Linked DNA regions of Mus musculus: all the other regions are linked to region 6. Evidence: chromatin contacts called from public HiChIP or PLAC-seq and promoter capture Hi-C data. All regions are on one chromosome and are shown on one strand. Each heading gives the region's core, a stretch centred on a gene start, on an enhancer-like site or on the middle of the called end of the contact. The rest is flanking DNA. Distances are from core to core; before and after follow the strand shown.

What was found. Promoter capture Hi-C pulls out the DNA fragments that hold promoters and counts their contacts. HiChIP or PLAC-seq counts read pairs in DNA pulled down with a chosen protein or histone mark. Capture Hi-C pulls out chosen DNA fragments and counts their contacts.
Region 1: a contact with region 6 is called in a promoter capture Hi-C map of pre-B cells, with 3 times the contacts expected there. The contact joins the promoter of Clcc1 here to the promoter of Rbm15 in region 6. A contact is called at or near these places in 3 of 39 promoter capture datasets (cranial neural crest, liver and pre-B cells).
Region 2: a promoter capture Hi-C map of liver shows a contact between it and region 6, with 3 times the contacts expected there. The contact joins the promoter of Wdr77 here to the promoter of Rbm15 in region 6. A contact is called at or near these places in 16 of 39 promoter capture datasets (the 3T3-L1 cell line, 3T3-L1-derived adipocytes, the C10 cell line and 11 more), 21 of 484 Hi-C or Micro-C datasets (CD4 T cells, CD8 T cells, the G1E-ER4 cell line and 10 more), 22 of 115 datasets of contacts at active chromatin or transcription factors (cardiomyocytes, differentiating embryonic stem cells, double positive thymocytes and 14 more) and 5 of 9 other capture datasets (adipose tissue, embryonic stem cells, liver and 2 more).
Region 3: an H3K27ac HiChIP or PLAC-seq map of microglia shows a contact between it and region 6, with 13 times the contacts expected there. The contact joins the promoter of Taf13 here to the promoter of Rbm15 in region 6. A contact is called at or near these places in 2 of 39 promoter capture datasets (liver and pre-B cells), 3 of 484 Hi-C or Micro-C datasets (B cells, CD8 T cells and erythroblasts), 2 of 115 datasets of contacts at active chromatin or transcription factors (microglia and thymic regulatory T cells) and 1 of 9 other capture datasets (adipose tissue).
Region 4: a contact with region 6 is called in an H3K27ac HiChIP or PLAC-seq map of cardiomyocytes, with 4 times the contacts expected there. The contact joins the promoter of Gpsm2 here to the promoter of Rbm15 in region 6. A contact is called at or near these places in 2 of 39 promoter capture datasets (liver and pre-B cells) and 1 of 115 datasets of contacts at active chromatin or transcription factors (cardiomyocytes).
Region 5: a contact with region 6 is called in a promoter capture Hi-C map of erythroid cells, with 3 times the contacts expected there. The contact joins the promoter of Sars here to the promoter of Rbm15 in region 6. A contact is called at or near these places in 3 of 39 promoter capture datasets (erythroid cells, neutrophils and pre-B cells).
Region 7: a contact with region 6 is called in a promoter capture Hi-C map of pre-B cells, with 5 times the contacts expected there. The contact joins the promoter of Wdr47 here to the promoter of Rbm15 in region 6. A contact is called at or near these places in 2 of 39 promoter capture datasets (liver and pre-B cells), 1 of 484 Hi-C or Micro-C datasets (muscle stem cells), 1 of 115 datasets of contacts at active chromatin or transcription factors (embryonic stem cells) and 1 of 9 other capture datasets (adipose tissue).

Annotation. Positions count from the first base shown.
Region 1 is chr3:108,652,549-108,655,248 of GRCm38.p6, forward strand. It overlaps Clcc1 (chloride channel CLIC-like 1), which reads left to right and starts at 1,365. Exons shown (of 12, transcript NM_145543.2): 1 at 1,365-1,432.
Region 2 is chr3:105,958,175-105,960,874 of GRCm38.p6, forward strand. Wdr77 (WD repeat domain 77) reads left to right here and starts at 1,324. Exons shown (of 10, transcript NM_027432.3): 1 at 1,324-1,524; 2 at 1,779-1,964. The coding sequence starts at 1,410. Atp5pb (ATP synthase peripheral stalk-membrane subunit b) reads right to left here and starts at 1,089. Exons shown (of 7, transcript NM_009725.5): 1 at 974-1,089; 2 at 688-724. The coding sequence starts at 1,013.
Region 3 is chr3:108,570,256-108,572,955 of GRCm38.p6, forward strand. It overlaps Taf13 (TATA-box binding protein associated factor 13), which reads left to right and starts at 1,444. Exons shown (of 4, transcript NM_025444.2): 1 at 1,444-1,493; 2 at 2,625-2,700. The coding sequence starts at 1,467.
Region 4 is chr3:108,720,860-108,723,559 of GRCm38.p6, forward strand. It overlaps Gpsm2 (G-protein signalling modulator 2 (AGS3-like, C. elegans)), which reads right to left and starts at 1,440. Exons shown (of 15, transcript NM_029522.2): 1 at 1,182-1,440.
Region 5 is chr3:108,443,936-108,446,635 of GRCm38.p6, forward strand. Sars (seryl-aminoacyl-tRNA synthetase) reads right to left here and starts at 1,324. Exons shown (of 11, transcript NM_001204979.1): 1 at 1,062-1,324. The coding sequence starts at 1,197.
Region 6 is chr3:107,331,983-107,334,682 of GRCm38.p6, forward strand. It overlaps Rbm15 (RNA binding motif protein 15), which reads right to left and starts at 1,307. Exons shown (of 2, transcript NM_001045807.1): 1 at 1-1,307. The coding sequence starts at 1,098.
Region 7 is chr3:108,589,954-108,592,653 of GRCm38.p6, forward strand. It overlaps Wdr47 (WD repeat domain 47), which reads left to right and starts at 1,325. Exons shown (of 15, transcript NM_181400.3): 1 at 1,325-1,644.

The sequences.
Region 1 (2,700 bases), core at 115-2,614, 1.3 Mb after region 6:
TTGATATGTATGATACATTTAGTCAGCAAAAGAACAGTAGCTTCCCCCCTAGGGCATTGACCTCCCAGACGCAGATTTGATCAGGTCTACTGTGCCGGACATGAATCCCCTCCTATGGAGTGGGCCTCAAATCAAGCTGGAAAGAAGATGGCTACCCACTTAACAGTTTGCCACTATTGCAAATGTGGGTACATCTTGCCTGGGAGGGCAGCCGGGTAACATACAAGGTCACAGCAGGGCAAGACTGCTGGTGACTTCTTCCATAAGGCATCCTTATGTTATGAAAGCTAACCTTCCAGAGTAAGCATTCAGTCCAGTTCCATCTTGACTTCTGTACACACATGGTTGCTACAGCAGTAGGATCTTATCATCTACATCTGAAAGGCTACCAGCCACAGTAGCAATGGGGCTGGAGAAGTGGCTTAGCTGTTAAAAGAACTCAAGTTCGGTTTCCAGCAACCGAGTTTTGTGGCTCAAGATCACCGATAACTCTGCATCTCAGGTACCTGATGCTCTGCTGGCAACTGCAGCTCTGACCTCTGCTGGCAACTGCATTCATATGCAGAAACACAATCAGAATTAAAAAGAAAATACGTGTTGGTGCCACAATTATCTGGGACTTCCTATCTAGGGGGATCCAACCCCCTCTTCTGACCCCTGTATGTACTAGACACGCACGTGGAACACATACTATATGAAGCAAAGCACTCATACATATGAAATAAATCTAAAACGACTACAAATCTTAAAAAGTTGTAAATGATGTATGTATACCCAAGAATACCAAATTAAATACTAACAGTGTCTCATTGCCAGTTAGTTTTTGTATTCATTTCTGGGGTGGGGTTCCTCTTTGGACACTTTGGAAACTGCAAAGCCAGAAGTTGAAGATAAACACAAAACAAACCTTACGTCCAAACTCCCATTTGCCTCCCTCACTATATATAGTACTAGTTAACCATTATCTTCCACTTAGAAAGTTATGTTCGAAGTAGATCTCTCTCTCTATCTCTCTCTCTCTCCTTCTCTCCCTCCCTCCCCCCTCTTTCTTTCTCTCTCTCTCTCTCTCTCTCTCTCTCTCTTTTTCTTTCTTTCTTTCTTTCTTTCTTTCTTTCTTTCTTTCTTTCTTTCTTTCTTTCTTTCTTTCTTTCTTTCTTTCTTTCTTTCTTTCTTTTCTTTCCTTATTTACTTATTACTTATTTACTTATTTAGACGTACTTGGCTCCTTTAGCCACGACCGTCTGAACTGAACTGGTGGTTGGGTAATTGAAAAGCCCTTACTTCAGAGCAGAGGAGCGCGGCCTGGTCCCGCCCCCGCCTCCGCCCCCGCGGCGCAGCCAATCAGCAACGCGCGCGGGAAGGCCGCACAGCTGCGGGCCGAGCGAGTCGATGAGTCCGCTCGGGACTCCAGTCCGAGTGCACCGTGTTTGAGGTAGGCGGCTCGGCGTCTTCCGCGGCCGGGCTGGCCCGGGTCCCTCTGAAAGAGCAGGCAGGACCCTCGACGTGAGTGGGCGCTCTTCGGTGTGTCGGGGCGGCCCGCGGGTCTGCGTGGGAGGCGGCGCGGCAGCGTGAGAGGTGCCGGGGCCTGGGCCCGTGGCGATTCCCTGTTCCGTCTTACGCGGGTAGACAGCGCCCGCCAGTCATTCCCCTTGTCTCGGCTAACCCTGCGAATATACCGAGCGGCCCACCCTGGGGCAAGAGCATCCTTGCTTGTGTTATCTGAAACCTTGGCAGAATCTGCAACAAATACTGACGGCCAAAAAATTATATATATATATTGGATTTGTTGGAGTAATGGTATGAAACTCCAAATTTAATTTGAGTATATTAAGTTAGTTGATGCTGTAAGTCTGTGGGTTTATAATTAGGTGCAAAACGTCAGGTTTTCTCCATGATACTGATTATAAAAGTGCTCTTCTCAGCGTTGTCTGGGCACATATTGGAAATGAAAATTGTCTGGTGGGCGGTGGGCACCCTTTAATCCCAGCACTCCGGAGGCAAAGGCAGGCGGATCTCTGAGTTCGAGGCCTGCCTGGTCTACAGCGTTTCCAGGATACACCGAGAAACCTCGTTTCGAAAAACAAACAAACAAACAAACAGAAAAAAACAACCTCAATTGCCAGGAAAGGACAAGAACACGCGTGAGCTAAATAGCGACTTCCCGCTTCTAAGATAACCGAGAATTTGACTTCCCTTAACCCGGTTAGTCCTGCTTGGCTGGTTGGTTAGACCTCTGATTCTTTGAAATCAGTGACTTTCTTGAGGGTTTCCATTTCGTGGCTGTCAATCAGCCTGCACATCTTAAGAGCTAAGCCAGAGGCCGCCCCTGTGAGAAGCCCCTTTTCTGGTTTTCCCACCTGTGTGATAAGACCCAGCAGAGTTTCCTCACCCGCTTTTGAACCCTAACCTCCAAGGAACCTCTCAGAGCTCAGAGGCCATGGGCATGTTACCCGTTTTTTCTGGGATTGAGACAGTGGTGCCCTTTCCAAGAGTTTTTGTAAGGATTAAAGGAGCATATGTTTCAGTAACAAAATGTCCTCTATTATTGTATGAGTATGTTTTTTTATATACTATTATTGTGCGCACTGGAGTACATGTGTTGTAGTTGAGGCAATGAGAAAATGATACAAACTAACTGGTGTCCACCGACAAGTCATAGAGTAACGCAGGTTTTTTTCATAAACTGAGGCAACATAGGAA
Region 2 (2,700 bases), core at 74-2,573, 1.4 Mb before region 6:
TTGGTTTTGCTATGTTTAGATTTTATTGCAATAGGGATATGAGCTCTGAAGGGTTTTAAGTGGGGGGAACTGCCAAGATCTCTCTGCTACATTGAGAATGGACTGTATTGGGATAAAAACAGATGTTAAGACTGAAAGCCTAGTGAAATTGTCCATTTCAGAACTGTGGGCAGCGGCTTCATGCTGTAACAATGGTAGTGAAAGTAGTCAGACTCAAAGCATCCTCACGAGTTGAGTCTTACTGACGGATTAGAGGATGGAGCTACTGTGTAGCTGTCTCTAGGACTAGGGTTGTTACTGTGATCTCCACAAAGTTATCCACTGTCACATTATGTGATCATCAACACAAGCATTTACGAAGCCATATGTGTTTTCGGCCTCCTGATATGGTTAATAAAAGATGGAAATCTGGAAGACACCCAAAACAATAGGTTTTATTTTGCTGTATTTAACCAGATCTGTCCTTGGGGGTAAGTAAGCCAGTAACTTGGTTGTGTGTCGCTGAAGGTCACAACGAGGGGTGAGCCTCTCTTTGGTGTTTGTCAGAGGAAGGAACAGGATCATGTTCAAGGCAATTAGAAGAACAAACGTCCGAATGAGTATGCAAGCTGGCTAACGTGAAGGAAAACAGCAATTTTTGGCTTGACGCTAGGAAATGGAAAGAGAATAAGACGTGGTGACACTCACCCTGGACCTAGGGCGGCCGCGTTCTTCAGACACGGGGCTGGAAATACACAAGACGGAGGTTAGCAAAGTCAAGGAGAAATCGCGTTTCTACCTTCCCGGGTGTCGGCCCTGGCATCCGTCTCTGCCGCGCCCTGAGATGCTGGGCGGCCCGGGAGCTCTCCAGATCGCTCCCGTGGGTGAGCTCGGGCCCAAACGCCGCAGTCCGTCCTCTACCCGCTTCCCGCCTCCCCGGCCTGGCTTCTTCCTAGTCACCCTGCTACGCTAACCTAGGCTCTACGTCTCTCACCCGCTGTGGCGGCAGCAGAAAGCACCACCCGGGACAGCATTGTCTGCGAAGAGCGGGACAGCGGGCTCCGTGTCCCTGTGACCCCGACCCGAGCCTGTCAGGGGCAGGAGCAAGATGGCCGCTCGCACATCTCGCGAGAAGAGATCAGCTCGCTTTTTCTCGGAAGTTCTCGGCTTTTTCCCCGCCCCCTCCCCACTATCGCGAGAAGAGGAGAAAAAATGGGTGGGGCTGAGGGAGGGAAACAAACAAAATCCCGCTGCGGGGACAGGAGACGGAAAAGCAGGCTGGAAGGGTAGACACAATTCTCGCGAGAAGTAGAGCGAATTCCCTCGGAGAGGGGCGGTTGCGCAGAGGTACACCACGTGTGCGGTCCCTCCGGCGCCGAGTCAGGGTCTCTCGTCGAGTCTGGGTCTAGGTTAGATTTGGAATCGTGGAGATGCGGAAGGACACCCCTCCTCCGCTCGTGCCCCCGGCGGCCCGCGAGTGGAACCTGCCCCCCAATGCGCCCGCATGCATGGAACGTCAATTGGAGGCTGCACGGTACCGGTCTGGTGAGCCGAGATCCCGGGGCCTGGAAGCCCCTTTACCCCCAGTCTCGGGTGCCCTCTCCCGGTGCTGACCCTCTCGAGTCCTCCCAGCGCCGTGTGGCCCTCCTCGGCCATACCTGGCGTCCTGGCCCTGCCCCAGCTCAGCTCCACAAATCCGATCTCAGATTCAGACTGGTCCCGCCACGGGGTTCTGTGAGGTTACCATAGAAACAAGGCCTTCCATCTGACACCTTATAACTTTGCTCTCCCCACCGTAGATGGTTCCCTTCTGCTCGGGGTCTCCAGCCTGAGTGGTCGCTGCTGGGTAGGTTCTCTGTGGTTTTTCAAGGATCCTAGTGCGGCCCCCAACGAAGGTTTCTGCTCTGCTGGCGTCCAGACCGAGGCTGGAGTAGCTGACCTCACTTGGGTGGGGGACAAAGGTATCCTAGTGGCTTCTGATTCAGGTGAGTGATCCCCCTCCCCTGGAATTGAAGAGTTGGGTACAGGGTAGGATGGGAAAAGGTGTTTTATTATTTAGAAGCAGGGTTGTTTACCTTATTGGCTTGGCTGTCCCAGAAACTAAGTAGACCAGGCTGGCCTTGAACTCACAGAAGTCTTCCTCTGTGCTGTAATTAAAGACGTGTGCCACCGTGCCTAGCCTCCTGTTTTCTTTTGCTGTTGTGTTTGCTATGTGCTGTGAATTGACTCACCTTGCTAGGCAACTGCTCTGTCACTGGACAGTCCTTAATCCCACCTTTCTTTGAGTGTCAGGCTGAGAAATGTAGGCTTTGGCATTAAAAAAGACAAAGAAATGAAGTTGGTAGGTGATGGAGGGTAAATGTTGGACAAGCTAGGGATGAATATAGTCAGACTACATTGTATGCGTGTATGGAGTTCTCAGAATTAAGCAGATTAAAGAAAGTCAGAATTTATATAAGTTGGTGGAAGCTGGGTATAGGTGCTGCCTGTAATCCCAGCAGCCGCAGGCAGAGCTCTGTGAGTTGGAGGCCGGCCTGTTCTCCATATCCAGTTCCAGGCCAGCCATAGGTACGTAGGGAAGTAGGGAAAACCCTGTCTCAAAGATTAAAATAGATTTATTTTGGGTCTGGAGAGATGATCCAGTGGTGATAAGTGTTAACTACTTTTTCAGAGGACCCAAGTTGGACACCCAGCACCCACATTCCACTAACAACCTTGTAA
Region 3 (2,700 bases), core at 194-2,693, 1.2 Mb after region 6:
TTTTACTTATACATATTTATACATATTTATTTATGCCCTATTTCCACCTTTTCTGTGTTGCCATCTTTCTGATATATTTAATGTCTCTGCTTTTTGTTTATTTGTTTGTTTGGTTTGGTTTTTCGAGACAGGGTTTCTCTGTGTAGCCTTGGCTGTCCTAGAACTCACTCTGTAGACCAGGCTGGCCTTGAACTCAGAAATCCGCCTGCCTCTGCCTCCCAAGTGCTGGGACAAAAAGCATGGACCACCACTGCCGAGCTTTGGTTTTCTTGTTTTGACTATGTAGCCCTGGCTGGCCTCTAACTCAAAGAGATCTTCTGGCTTCTGCCTCCCAAGGCAGGGATTAAAGGCGAGTGCCACTACACTTAGCTCTTTCATAATTTTAAAATATTTTCTTATTATTGTGTATGGAAGCCAGAGGACAACCTTGCAGACTCTGTCTTCTCACCTTTCACTTTTTATACAGGTCCCAGGGATTGAACCTGAGCCTTAGGCTTATTCCGCTAGAGCTTTTATTGACTGAACCATTTCTCTAGCACATCTTTTGTAATTTAAAAAAAAAAAAAAGAAGAAGAAGCAAAAAACGGCCGGGCAGTGGTGGCGCACGCCTTTAGTCCCACCACTTGGGAGGCAGAGGCAAGCGGATTTCTGAGAACGAGGCCGGCCTGATCTACAGAGTGAGTTCCAGGATAGCCAGGGCTACACAGAGATACCCTGTCTTGAAAAAACCAAAAAAAAAAAAAAAAAAAAGCGCAAAACAACCTTCCAACCCAAACTACATATATATATTGCGTATTAACGGAGGCAGGAAAGATTGCTCCGTGGTTAAGAGTATTGGCTGCTTTTCAAGAGACTTGAGTTTGATTCCTAGCCCCTATATAGCGGTTCACAATCGTCTATCTCTAGTTCCAGGAAATCGGTTGCTCTATTTTGGCTTCTTTGGTGCTGCACACACATGGTACACATACTTGCCGGCAAAACACCTATTTACATAAAAGAAAGTAGATATATAATTATATAATAATATAGATACTATATATAATATCATGGGGCTTGTGTACTTGAGTGGATCAGCCCCAGAGGCAAAAAGTCATCCTATTTTTACAGGCATTTGTGAGCCTCCGTAAGTATGCACAAATTTATCACTTATGTTTTCTGAGACATGGGCTCATGAAACTTGAGCTGATCTCGAACTCGAAGCCCTCTTGCCTCTGCCTGCCAAGTGCAGAGATTTCCCGGCGTAGTATACCACGCCTGGCTTCTTTGTAATTTTTAATTCCTCCTTCAGGATTCCACACGTAAGAGCACGTCACTGACTTCCAGCCAATCCCAAGGCCGGGGTTGGGTAGGAGAATGAACGCGCACGCCTCTCTGCGCAACGCTGGCCAGGCCGGAAGTGACGTACGTATCTTATAAAACTCGCCAGCCGCCGGTGGGCGGGTTCAGAAGGCTGGCGAGCAGCTAGCATGGCAGATGAGGAGGAAGACCCCACCGTGAGTGAGCGCCTGTCTCAGCCTGGTTCCTCACTCCTTTCGGATCACTAGCGGAGGCAGAGTCTGACCCGCTTGTGCCTTAGGGATTCCCGCCGAGAGTCCGGGGGCTCCGCGGTGTTTTCCTTTTTTGGTTTACCTTAGTCAGTGCGTGGGACAAGACGGGAAGGAAGAGTAGAAAGGGTCTCTCTTTGACCTGGATCTTCCCGACACTAAGACATCTAGAGGGTCATAGGAGATCAAAGCTGATTAAAGCGGAACCAGCAGCCCAGATGCTGACAAAACTAGTGAAGATAGCGGAGAAACGATGAACTAAAGACAGGAAGCTTGGGATCCAAATTCTCCTTTGGCATCGGTTTTCTTGTGAGGTAGAGTCCAGCCCAGTTAAGGAAAGTTCTTAGCCCTTTATCAGTTGCTTCCGATGACAGCAGAGAGTAGATTTTAAACTACCAGGTTTTTACAGTAGTCTTGCTTAGCAGTGTGACAACTAAATTGGCTAAAACCAAACCCAGAACCTGAGGTCGTTAGAACTTTACACACGCACGGTTGTAAGGTTGTTAGCAGCCGTAATAAAAGCCTTCTTGCACGACTTGAGAATTGGACTAGGGCTTATGAGCCCTTTGGTGCTAAATTTTCGTGGTTTTGTGCAGTTTGCTTTAGCTTCTCACTTTCGAAAATGAAAAAGGGTCACTGGGCGTGGTGGCGCACACCTTTAATCCCAGCACTCAGGAGCAGAGGCAAGCGGATCTCCGTGAGTTCAGGCAGACACGGGCACATAGTGAGACCACTTTGTCTCAAAAAAAAAAAAAAAAAAAGTGTAGAGAGATAGCTTTAGTGCTTAGGAGCATTTGCTGTCACATCTGGCAACCTACAGCGATTAGACCTAGTTTGGCCTCTATGGGCAACAGCAGGCACATTTATGTAGGCACACAATACACATAAATAATAAATGCCTTTAAAAAAAAAGATGAAAAGAGTGCAGGAGGTGTAGCTCAGTGGTCAAGCATCTGTTTAGCATCGTGAGCTCGTGGGTTCAATTCACAGCACTCCACAAAGAGGGCGAGCAGGAGGAGACTCGAGGGAATATCACGTGCACTGCAATCATTTGCCATGTCCGTGTTTTAAAATTTCTAGTTTGAGGAGGAGAATGAAGAAATTGGAGGAGGAGCGGAAGGTGGCCAGGGGAAGAGAAAGAGACTTTTCTCGAAAG
Region 4 (2,700 bases), core at 190-2,689, 1.4 Mb after region 6:
TTTAGAGTTCAAACCCAAGTACAGAGGAGGTGAGGTGTGGGGAGCCACACTATATATAGTGCATTACCTTTGTAACTAGCCTACTATTAAATCTCAGGTTTACATCAAAACATACTTGTAATAGTGTATGTCTGACCTACTGAAAATTCAGCTAAACTATTTTTCCGTGGGACACGCTTCCACAATACTCCACAGTCTCTGAATTCATAACCAGTCCAATCCTCGAATTGTAAGTTAGAAATAGTTTGCAAGAGGGGCCTATGAATGCCTAGAACCGGCCGGGCATCCCTGAACTCCCCCACTGCCCTCAAGTCAAAGGACAGGAACCTTCGCTTTTGAACTTAGGCGGAACGAATCTCTGCTCTTAGCACGTCGAAACCCCAGGCAAAAGTGCTCTTTACCAGAAGCAATCACGATGGTTACTAACAAGCCGGAAAATCTTCAGTTTAGCCTTCCAAAGAGGCAGTCTGAAAATTCTGCTTCGCTGGTGACAAAAACTTACAACACAAACCACACAGCAGTCCAATCAACACAAAGCACCGAGAGGAGAGTCAAGAACTTACCTATTCTAAGTCTACCCGGCGTTTAAATAATGCATTAAGGCAAATAAACATTGCCATCATTACTCGTTTCAACAGAGTTCAAATGATACTTGTTAAAGCCACCTAATTGTTTACCATTAAAATACAAGGAAATTACGTTTTCCACTTTTCATCTGAAGATACTAAGTTTACAGCTTTCCGGCTAAGATCTCAAACATGTTACGCTTGCTATAAAGCTGGTTACAACGATCTATCAGTTTCGCTTGCCAGTAAGTCTGGGATCCGAAAAGTTCAGGAGTTTAAATGTGACTTGACAAAGGTGTCTGGTGTGGAGACCCGGGGCCGGCGACGTGCCTGGGATTCGAATCCACTGGGATTCGGCTTTGTATCCACCGTCTGTTACGCTCGGAAAACGCGTGAAGTCGCTGCATCCCAGCAAGTATTTTCAAGGTCTGCAGAAGCCCGATCCCCAGTCTCCCCTCACTTAGGGGACAACAGCCTAAATGGTGCGGGTGCGAAGCCCCCCACGGAGCTCCCGGGTCCCAGCGTCACCCGAGCCCGTCGAGCCTCGGTGGTCCAGAGACCCCCGCCCCACGCCCCCACACACCCCACTGGGTCACCCCCTCAGGCTCCGCTCACCTCCCTCCGGCCCGCGGCTCCTGAGAACAAGGAACCGCTGCAGGGATGAGCGCCTCTGGCCGTAGACTAGGAACCGCGGCGCTTCCCCAAGTCGGGTCCCGGCGGCGACGCCGAGCCAAGCAGGGGCACCGCGGGAGGCTGGCGAGCGCCCCGGGCGCCCGCCCCCGGCAGGTCACGTGGGCCAGAGCTTCGGCCTCCCCCTGGCCTCTCAGAGGGTCTCACCGCCAGCAAGGCTCCCTCAGCGCCTGTACTCCTCTGCGCCTGCGCCTAGCTCCAGGCTCGCCCATTCAAACTGACAACGCCCCGCGTTTTTTGGACCGGCCAATGGCACCGGTGGGGCGGGGCTAGGCGGGTGGAGGGCGGGGCTAGACGAGCCAGGGCTCCCTCCTTCTAAAGATCTGTGTGTGGGGTTTGCCTCTCGGACTGTAGCGCTTGATTCTCCTCTGCTGCGGATAGATCCTCCGCCAACTAGAAGCTTATTGTCCTCGAATTTCTCCTTCAGATGGCGAAAAGTGGGACAATAAACATCAGAGTTCAAGCTGGGTCTAGTTCAGACTTTGAACCCAGGAGCCCCAGTCCACTGCCTCTTTCCCTGCAGGCTCAGTCCCGCCCTGGGAAAGTCTTCCAAGAGGCAGATGTGAGAAAGAAAGAGGCCTGTGTGAAAGGAACAGAGGGTCCCGTGTGAAAGTCTGAACAAGGAGCCTCAGTTCTTGAGGCAGTGTCACACACAGTTCTGGCGTTTCCAGATGTTGGGAAAGCAAACTTCTTCTGACTGCAGGATCGCTGGTTCCCAGGAAAAGCAGAGATGGCGAATTTAATCCGCTCCGGCGGCTTGCATTCCCATTCTATTCATGCCTTCATATCAAGTTCACCAAAAAATAGATCTTAGCTTGTTCATCAAATGTTTAAACTAGAGTCTCTGCTGTGAAGCTGATGACGTTGGTTACATTACATTATCTATAGCCACTGCCTATTTCTCCACTGGGATGAAATTTTAATGTTTTACAGGATTGGGCACCTGTTAAAGAAATTCTAGTTTCAGCATCTCTGTGGTGATGGCCGTGACCACTATATGTGTGTCATGGAAAACTGTATAGAGATAGTGTTAGCACCAGCCAGACCTGGGTTTGAATTTCAGCTCGGGCCTCTTCCTACTGACTGATTTTGAACCAGTTAGGCGTCTGTCCTCTGTAGCCTTAGCTTCCTCAGCTGTAAAACACAGATAATGAGACCTCCTCTAATAAGGTCTGTCATGATGCTTCAGGAGGTAAAGTTTATGAAATGGTTAACACAGCTGCTGACACATCGAAGCTGTTCAATAAGTGGTTCTCTTATTATTATCAGCGAGCACCCTTAATACCAAGTTCTTATAAAAAGCTGAATTAGCTGGTTGTACTATTTCAGAGGTAGATATTATAATTCTTCCATACTCATAAATTCTTTGTGGGAATTGGTACAGTAAACCACAATAAAAAGTATTTTAAATTCTGCATAGCCAAAGCGAATCGTTTCTTTCCTG
Region 5 (2,700 bases), core at 74-2,573, 1.1 Mb after region 6:
CTTTTTAACAGTAAAATCATGTCCACAAAACACCCCTATGGGTATGGTGGCACACACCCTTGATCACTCTCGAAGCAGAGGCAAGTGGATCTCTGAGTTCAAGGCCAGCCTGGTCTACAGAGCAAGTTCCAGGATAGCCAGGGCTACAGAGAGAAAGAAATCCTGTTTATTTTGGAGGGTGGGAGTAGGAGGGAGACACTCTTGGATCGTGGGATTGCCTTAGCAGTGCTCTTATAAACCAGGTTCTCAGCTGGTTGCAGACCTATTGCATCAGACTACCCGAGTCACATGCCACTGACAACATCCGGTCTGCCAGGTGATCACTTGGGAGGCAGAGGATTCTAGAGCTTCTTTTAATTTCCTGAATGACGATGGGTCACTTCTACGCTGCCAACGTCTTTTCCAGAAAACTACCACAAATCACAACCATCCTCAGTAATTACAAGCTTTTTCTTGCCTTACAGCACCCCTCCGTCCTATCTGATCTAGCACGGAAAAGCCTGATTCTTAAAGGTATGCCTTCAGGGTTGGAGAAGTGGCCACCCCAAATTTCAGGGTCACTGCATTTAGTCAAGAGTAGCCTCCAAAGTCCCCAGATGGTTCGACTGGGGTGGAGTAATCCTAGGGTGCTGCAGAAGTCACTCAGTCTGAGAGAGCAGCCTTTGATCCCTGCAAAACCCGGAGGACTACGCTGGGTTTGCTAAAGACGAATAAAACACTGAGAATGACCAAAATGTATAGAAAATTAATTCCCAGCCCGCCCCCCAAGTAAAACTCCAGCTCTGGCTTGCTGTAGCTACGCAAGGGCCTGACAGCTCTCCCTGCGCGTGCGTGCGTGCAGCTCCTTCCTAAAGCACTGGCGGCAGTCAGCATAGAGCACGCGCGGGGAGGGACCCAGGCCGCGGGAGCTGCAGGGAGAGGGGGACAAGCCCGGTTCCCAGCTTGTTCTACGGACAAGCCGGTAGAGCCGGCCAGTCGCGGGAGCATCTGACAAAAGCTGTAAGCTGTGACCTCTGAAGCCATGAGGGATTCAAGGGATACTGCGAGCTCCTGGTACTTACATCGTCGCCACTCACTGTCTGCTTTCACCAGCTGGTCCACCAGCCCCGGGTCCTTGAAGCGCTTCTCCTGCGTCTCTCGAATGAGGGCTGGGTCCCCTCCTTTATCCACCCGAAACAAATCCAGGTCCAGCACCATCCTTCTACCTCACCAGTTAACACTAAGAGAGGACTGTAAGCGGCGGGTGGACGATGCACTGCGCCTGCGCGCTGACCTGGTCTCACTGCGCAGGCACCCGGCAGCCCGGGAGGGGGCGGCGCCTAGCTCGCCGGAAGCCGCAGTGTTAGGCAGGGTCCAGAGGGAGTGGTGAGAAGTGAAAAGGGCGTGGTAGCCTTATGCGGGTTGTTTCTCTGCTGAACTCCTTACTGAAAGGCCTTCTGATCGCCCCCCACTGAAATCGTGAATGCCTCAGGTTCCTCTGGTTGAAGGGAGTATCTCGGTGTGGACCGAAGCTGACTTGGAAGACAATGCACTTTGCAGATGCCAGTTTTCCTCTATCTTGATTACAGAGCACACACCCAGTTACCTACCCTCAAGATTCTCGAGCCCTGGGGCTTTTTGTTTTGATACAGGGTCTCACAGTGTAGCTCTGACTAGCAACTATGTAAACCTGGCCAGCCTCAAACAAAATGTTGGGATTAAAGATGTGTGCCATTTCATCCTTTATTTTTCTTTTTATACTAGCCCTACCCCCTTCCTCCCGCAACAAACCTTTGCCAAGCCCCCCTGAGATAAAAGGACAAGGTTAGAGACCCTGATGGACTTAATAAACAGAGACACTGGAGGGAGGCTAGGAGGCAGGATAATCTGAGCTTGTCCCCTCCCGGTCTCCTGCAGCTTTGGCTACAGTTTTGTGTTGAAAACCAGGGGAAGAAGGGTTGGGTGTCAGAAGACAGTCCATGAGATGAGCACACCTCTCTTCTCACATATCCCTCACCCAAATCCAATAGACCTTTGCAAGAAGTTGTAGCTTATATTTACGATTGAAACTATTCTATGTTTATGTAATTTGAGCATTGCCAGGCTATTCTATCAACACGTTCAAGTTATTCTTTTTGTCTGTTTGTTTGTTTTGTTTGTTGAGATAGAATCTATAGGCCTGGCTGTCCTGGAGCTCACTATGTAGACCAGGCTGGCTTCAGACAGAGATGCCTGCCTCTTCCTGGGGAGTCTCTGGTATCAAAGGGGTGTGCCACCAAGCCCAACCTACACACACCTGTTACTCTTAAAGTGAGAAGACCTCATTTGAAATTACCTCTCTTGGCCAGATGTGGTAGTGCATGTCCATGTGCATCCCTTGTGAGTGGGAGCAGCGGGTGCATGAGTTCAGGGCCAGCATGTCTCCAAAAAACCCAAACCTAGTCAGGCTTAGTAGTAGGTGCCTTTTATATCACATCGGAGGTAGAGAGCTCTGTAAAGTCAAGGCCAGCCTGTTCTAAATACCGAACTCCAAGCCAGCCAGAGCTGTGTAGTGAGAATCTGTCTCAAAAACCAAACACACATACAACCAAACCAAAAACCTACTGCTCTCACACAGTAGAAAACATTAACTAACACGGAACCCACAAACCTGCTCTCCCCTTCCTGTGTCTTCTCCTAAAAAGAACACTTTCCTGAGTATCTAGCAATCGGACGGCTGGA
Region 6 (2,700 bases), core at 57-2,556:
CTCAGGTGATATCTCATCCACTTCTCGGAAAGGAGCCGCACCTGCTCCAGCTCCCACCCTCGGCTCCAGGCTGTAGGCCGGGCGCACCCGGTCATAGAACGGATAGTCTCGTTCTCTTTCCAGCTCTCGGGGCAATGGTGGCGGGGGTGGAGGAGGCAGGCGGCCCAGGGCCAACTGCTGCAACCGGTAGTCTCTGTATCCCAGAGCAGCACCTCCAGGGGAAAGCGACCTCTGACCTCCCCCTCCTCCAGGGGCGTGCCGGTGGCTACCGACTGAGGTCCCGACCACGCTGGATGACGGGGCGTAAGCATCTTTGTCTAACGGGGAGCGGCTGCGGCGCCGGCTCACGTACACGGCTTCTATCTTCAGAGGCCGGTCATAGAGCACCAGGCGGCCTCTGGCATGCTTGGCCGCCCTCGCGTCCTCTGGCCTCCGGAAGTTCACAAAGGCTACCCGCTCATCCCCGCTGCCAGAACCTGAGAGGTGACTGATTTTGACACTTACATCACCGAAGCGTTTGAACTCGTGAAACAGCCCGTCCTCCACCGCCTCGTCGCTCAGCTGGGACCCCAGCTCGCTGATCTTCAGGGTCTTGTACTCCACGCCGTCCCCGCCGCCGGGCGCGGAGGAGGCGGCCCCGGAGGAACGTGACTCCCCGCCTCCACCCCGGGAGCTGCTGCGCGACTCGCCCCCGCCTGAGGAATTTTTGGTGCTCGGGGAGCTGTAACTGTGCAAGCGGCTACTGGAGCTGCCCCCGCCGGTCTCGTACTCGCGGCTGCCGCCCCGGCTGCTGGACTTGTCCAGATGAAGGCTCCGCCGCGACCCGCCGCTGTCCGTCTTCCCGCTGCTGCTCCCATTGCTGCCGCCGGAGCCCCCTAACTTCTTGCTCCGCTCCCCACGAGAACTGGAGTCCTCACCGCCACGGGAGCGCTTGGGCTTGACCGGCGAGCGCTCCTTTCCTTTCATTGTTGAGGGTCGCCGGAGGTCGTCTCTGCGGAGCTGACTAACCCGCCACCCCGCGCTCGTTTCACACAGCGGACTCGCACGCCGCCATCTTGGACTCCGCCGCGGCAAAGGCTCCCGCCCCGCAGACCTCATTGGTCAATTAATTCACTCTTCAGCCTTCTCATTGGAAAAACTATTTGTCCGTCTTTACATCTCCCCGCGCTCCGGGAAGGCGCCCGCCCCGACGCTGTTATTGGGTTCCCAACGCCCTAATCCCAGTACCTCATTGGTTATATTCGTTGTCTATCTTAACGGTTCCTCGCGCCAGGCTGTAGCTCCGCCCCTCGCACTTCATGGTCACCTGACCCAAAGCCTAGAAGCGTTGATTGGACAAAAACTCTGCCCTGTAACGGTACTTCTAGCACGGCGAACGCAGCGATCCCACCTTCTCTTCCCTTTCATTGGTTTGTGGCCACGTCTTTTAAATCACTATCGGGAAGTCTGGACATCAGTTCAGGCGTTTTTTCCTGAGAATTTGGCTCTCTCCGATCTCGCGAGAGACAAAGAGCTCGCTCGCTCACTCGCTCACTCGCTCGCTCTCTTTCGACCCCAGTCTTCCAACTTCTCCGGCGGCTGAAGAAAGTTTAAATCTGATTGGATGTTGACGAGGAACATGATTGGATAAAAGCGCTGTCCATCACTCACTTAAAGGAGTAGGCCCATAAACTGAGGCGTCTGAAGGTGAAAGACTAAGACCACGCGCTTGCTGTGCGACGTCACTTTGCTGTCGCGAGATGGTGACAGTGAGTCAGGCCCGCCTCCCCGCGCTTTCGGCGTTCTCTTAAACATTTGTTAGGTCCTTACGGCGTACTTGCCTGTGCTTCGGTCCTTCGAGTCTGGAACTTGCGGGCTCCTCACTGTCCTGTCTGGGCGGGACAATGGGCTCGGTGGTCCTTCCGGCTGCTGGCCCTCACTCGATCCGCCTAGGCAGCTGTCCCGGACAGTCCAGCCGACACCATCTTAGTTAGCTGCCTGAAAAAGCCCCACCCCCGTGCGCGAGAAAACGCCTGCCCCGGTCTGTGCGGCCCGCTGGGGCGGTGAGTTCAGGGTTCACAGAGCCTCGGGTCACGCTGACGCCCTGGGCGGTACCGAGTCACTGCCCGCCCGCGGACACAGGGAACAGCGCCGCGGAGCCCTGGCCAGTCTCAGTGGCCGCCTTAGGGCCCGCAGTGTCCTGCAAGCCCACTTACTGGTCCGACCTGCAGGACCACTTGCAGATTTTTGCTTCCTGCTTTATGTTGTGAATCCCTGTAAGGTTTGCATTTATAAAAGATGTGTGAGACATAATATAGCTGTGCTTTGCTTTAATGTGTCACACTTCTCACTGTGCGGACACTACATTTATCTCGTTTCTAGGACTCCAGCACTCCGATTAATCCATAGTAGGACCCAGTAACATGGCCACCTTGCTCCCTCCTATATCCACTTCCTTTGACTCCTTTAACCGTGATTCCCGTCTAAACGCCTCCCGTCTCCCACCTCTGCGACCCCATGCACCTGAATCTCTTAAGCTTATGTAATACTGGTGATCATGAGATTAGATGCGTAGTCTATCCCACTAGCGTTTACCTCCTGGTGAGAGGAAATAGGCTTTTTGCAGTCTTCCCAAAAATGTACCTAGGAGAGATGAGAAAGATTTTGGTATTTACATCTTCTAAGACTGAGTAGAGAATGTGTTTTAAAACAGGACATTTT
Region 7 (2,700 bases), core at 75-2,574, 1.3 Mb after region 6:
CCTCTGCCTCCTGAGTTCTGGATTCTTTATGCTAAGGTTCCTGGAGGTTCAGCTCCTTGAGCAGTACGTATCTGGGGGAATACTACTACACAAATGTGTAGGAGTGAGGTTACTACTGTAAATAAAAGGGCAGTTCAAAACAGCAGCCTTGTTAAGTGCTTCAAGATAGGATTAGCTTTACACATGGAGAGCCTGGAAGGGGATGGTTTTCATGGAGGGAGATGGAGTACGGAAAAGGGCAAGGAAGGAGTATTTATTTCACTTAAGCTTTATTAGTTAATCGTTGGAGTAGAATTAAGAGTCAAACCCAGTGCACAGAAGACATTTGGAAGTGTCAGACAGGTTGTCCTAGCTACTTTTTTTATTGATGTGATGAAACACCACGACCAAGGCAACTTATAAAAGACAGCATTTAATTTTTAGCTCAGGGTTCCAGAGGGTTAGTTCATGACGGTCTTGGCAGTGAATGTGCCAGCAGACAGGGAGGCCTGATGCTGGAGCAGTTGCTAACAGCTTACACGTGATCCACAAGCACCAGACATAAAACGAAGAAAAGGCTGGCTTGGGACTGGAGAGATGGCTCAGCGGTTAAGAACACTGACTGCTCTATTTGGAGGTCCTGAGTTCAAATCCTGACAACCACATGGTGGCTCACAACCATCCATAGTGAGATCTGATGCCCTCTTCTGGGGTGTCTGGCGACAGCTACAGTGTACTTACATATAATAAATAAATCTTACAAAAAAAAAAAAAAGCCAGAAAGGACTGGCTCTTGAAACCTCCAAGACCACCCTCAGTGACATCTCTTCCAACTTGTTCACACCTAATCCAGTGGTTCTCAACCTTCCTAATGCTGCGACTCTTTAATACAGTTGCTCATCTTTTGGTGGCCTCCTCACCCCCAGCCATAAAATTATTTTCGTTGCTACTTCAGACCAGTTGGTTACTGCTATGAATTGAAATTATATGATATGTTACCCTCCTAGGAGGTGTTGGGACCCATACGTTGAGAACTGCTATCCTTATCTTTTCCTGTCAGTCCAGTAACTGGGGACAAGCATTCAAATGCATGAGTATGGGGGCAATTCTCATTCAAACTACCACACCTGTCCACGCTATTTTGGGACATAACATAGCGTCACCCGAAGGTTCTGGGCCTACATTCTCCTTACAGTCATCTCCTAAACCATAAGAGCAGAGAAGGCGAGGGCCAGGAGCCTCCAGGCGTCAGTCTTAGATTCTGCCCGCCCCCGTGTTAGGCCCCGCCTCTAGGCCCCGCCCTACCCTCCTGGGCTGGCCCAGCCGACTCTTCTGCTCAGGCACCTGCCTAGCCGCCTCGCGAGGAGGGGTCCTGAGGCGGCTCCAGGGACGAGCAGTGATTGGCTGCAGCTGGCGGCTGGAGCTCCGTTCCAGCGGCGCTTGACAACCGCAGTCCGCGGAGCGGAGCGGTCGGAGGCGGGATCGGGGCGGACGCGAGCAGGACCGGCTGACGAGCTGATGGATTGACGTGCGGGCTGCTTAGCCCAGACCGCCGCCCTCGCGCTCGCGCCTTAGACTGGAATTGGCTGTCTCGGGGCTCTGGCCGCCGGCCTCTCCTCCGCGTTTTCCTCCACCGCTTCTGCCGGCTCCGCCCGGAGCTCTCAGGTGAGCGGATTCCAGGAGGCGGGGGCGGGCCGCCGTGCACCGTGGGTTGCCATGGTCACCCGTCGCCACCTGTCACTAGCCTGATGCGGCGCAGACCCCACAGCCCCTTGGGCGGCGTTCGCAGCCGGGAGGAGTGTCTTGGGTAGGCTTTGGTGGCGACTGCGAGAAGATGGGATGCGGGCGAGGCCCGGGTGTCTCGGGGACAGGACCTGGGACCCGCCAGGCAATCTATCCAGGCCGCCACTGCTGGACCACACCTTCCCCTACTTGCCAGTCTGATTCGGGCGGCTGGGCGATGCCCCTCGCCCTGGTATGGAGTATCCACCTCGCCGCTGCTGAGGGGCGCGAGGAGGGCTGACTGGGCTGCATCTGCCTCGCCCCTCTATTGGGCTGGGGCGAGACTGAGGGCTGCGCGCTGGTCCCTTTCCCTGCTCGCCTTGGCCGGCGAATGGGTAGGGAGTGGCGGGGTTGAGGGTTTGTGGGGGATCCGGGTTTGCCCTTTCTGACGCCAGGCCAGTGGCTGTTAGGAGCAGTCCTGTGGGGTCTGGGAGGGTGGGGACAGGGGCATCGACTGAATTTCGAACGTGATTTGTTCCCGGGGACGCCTGCGTAAGACACCGGAGGTTATGGAACTCAGAGGGTTAAGCTGCTTAGCTGTATTGGGGAGAAAAAGATTGGGGCTCTAGCTCTGGGACGACGCCTTTGGCAAAGGGGTAGGAACCAAGTAGGCAGCGGCAGTATTTGACCTGATGATTTCCCCCCTGTACATCCAGACATGCAGCTAGTAACTACGAAGGGTGTCGTCTGAGGGGAGCTTTTTTTTTTTTTTTTTTTTTTTGGCAACTTGGTTCTCACTGCATAATGAGAGGAGAAGTCTTTGTTCCACCCAGATTCATCGGTTGAAATCCTGACACTTAGTTTCCCCCCTTTGTTGTAGAGAGTTCATAGAATGCTATAAAAAGTTAATGGCACAGGAATTAACATACAGGTTTAAAAGGGCTGTAAATCTTTTTCACAGATAATACCACTTCTTTTTTTTGGGGGGGGGTCTCAAGT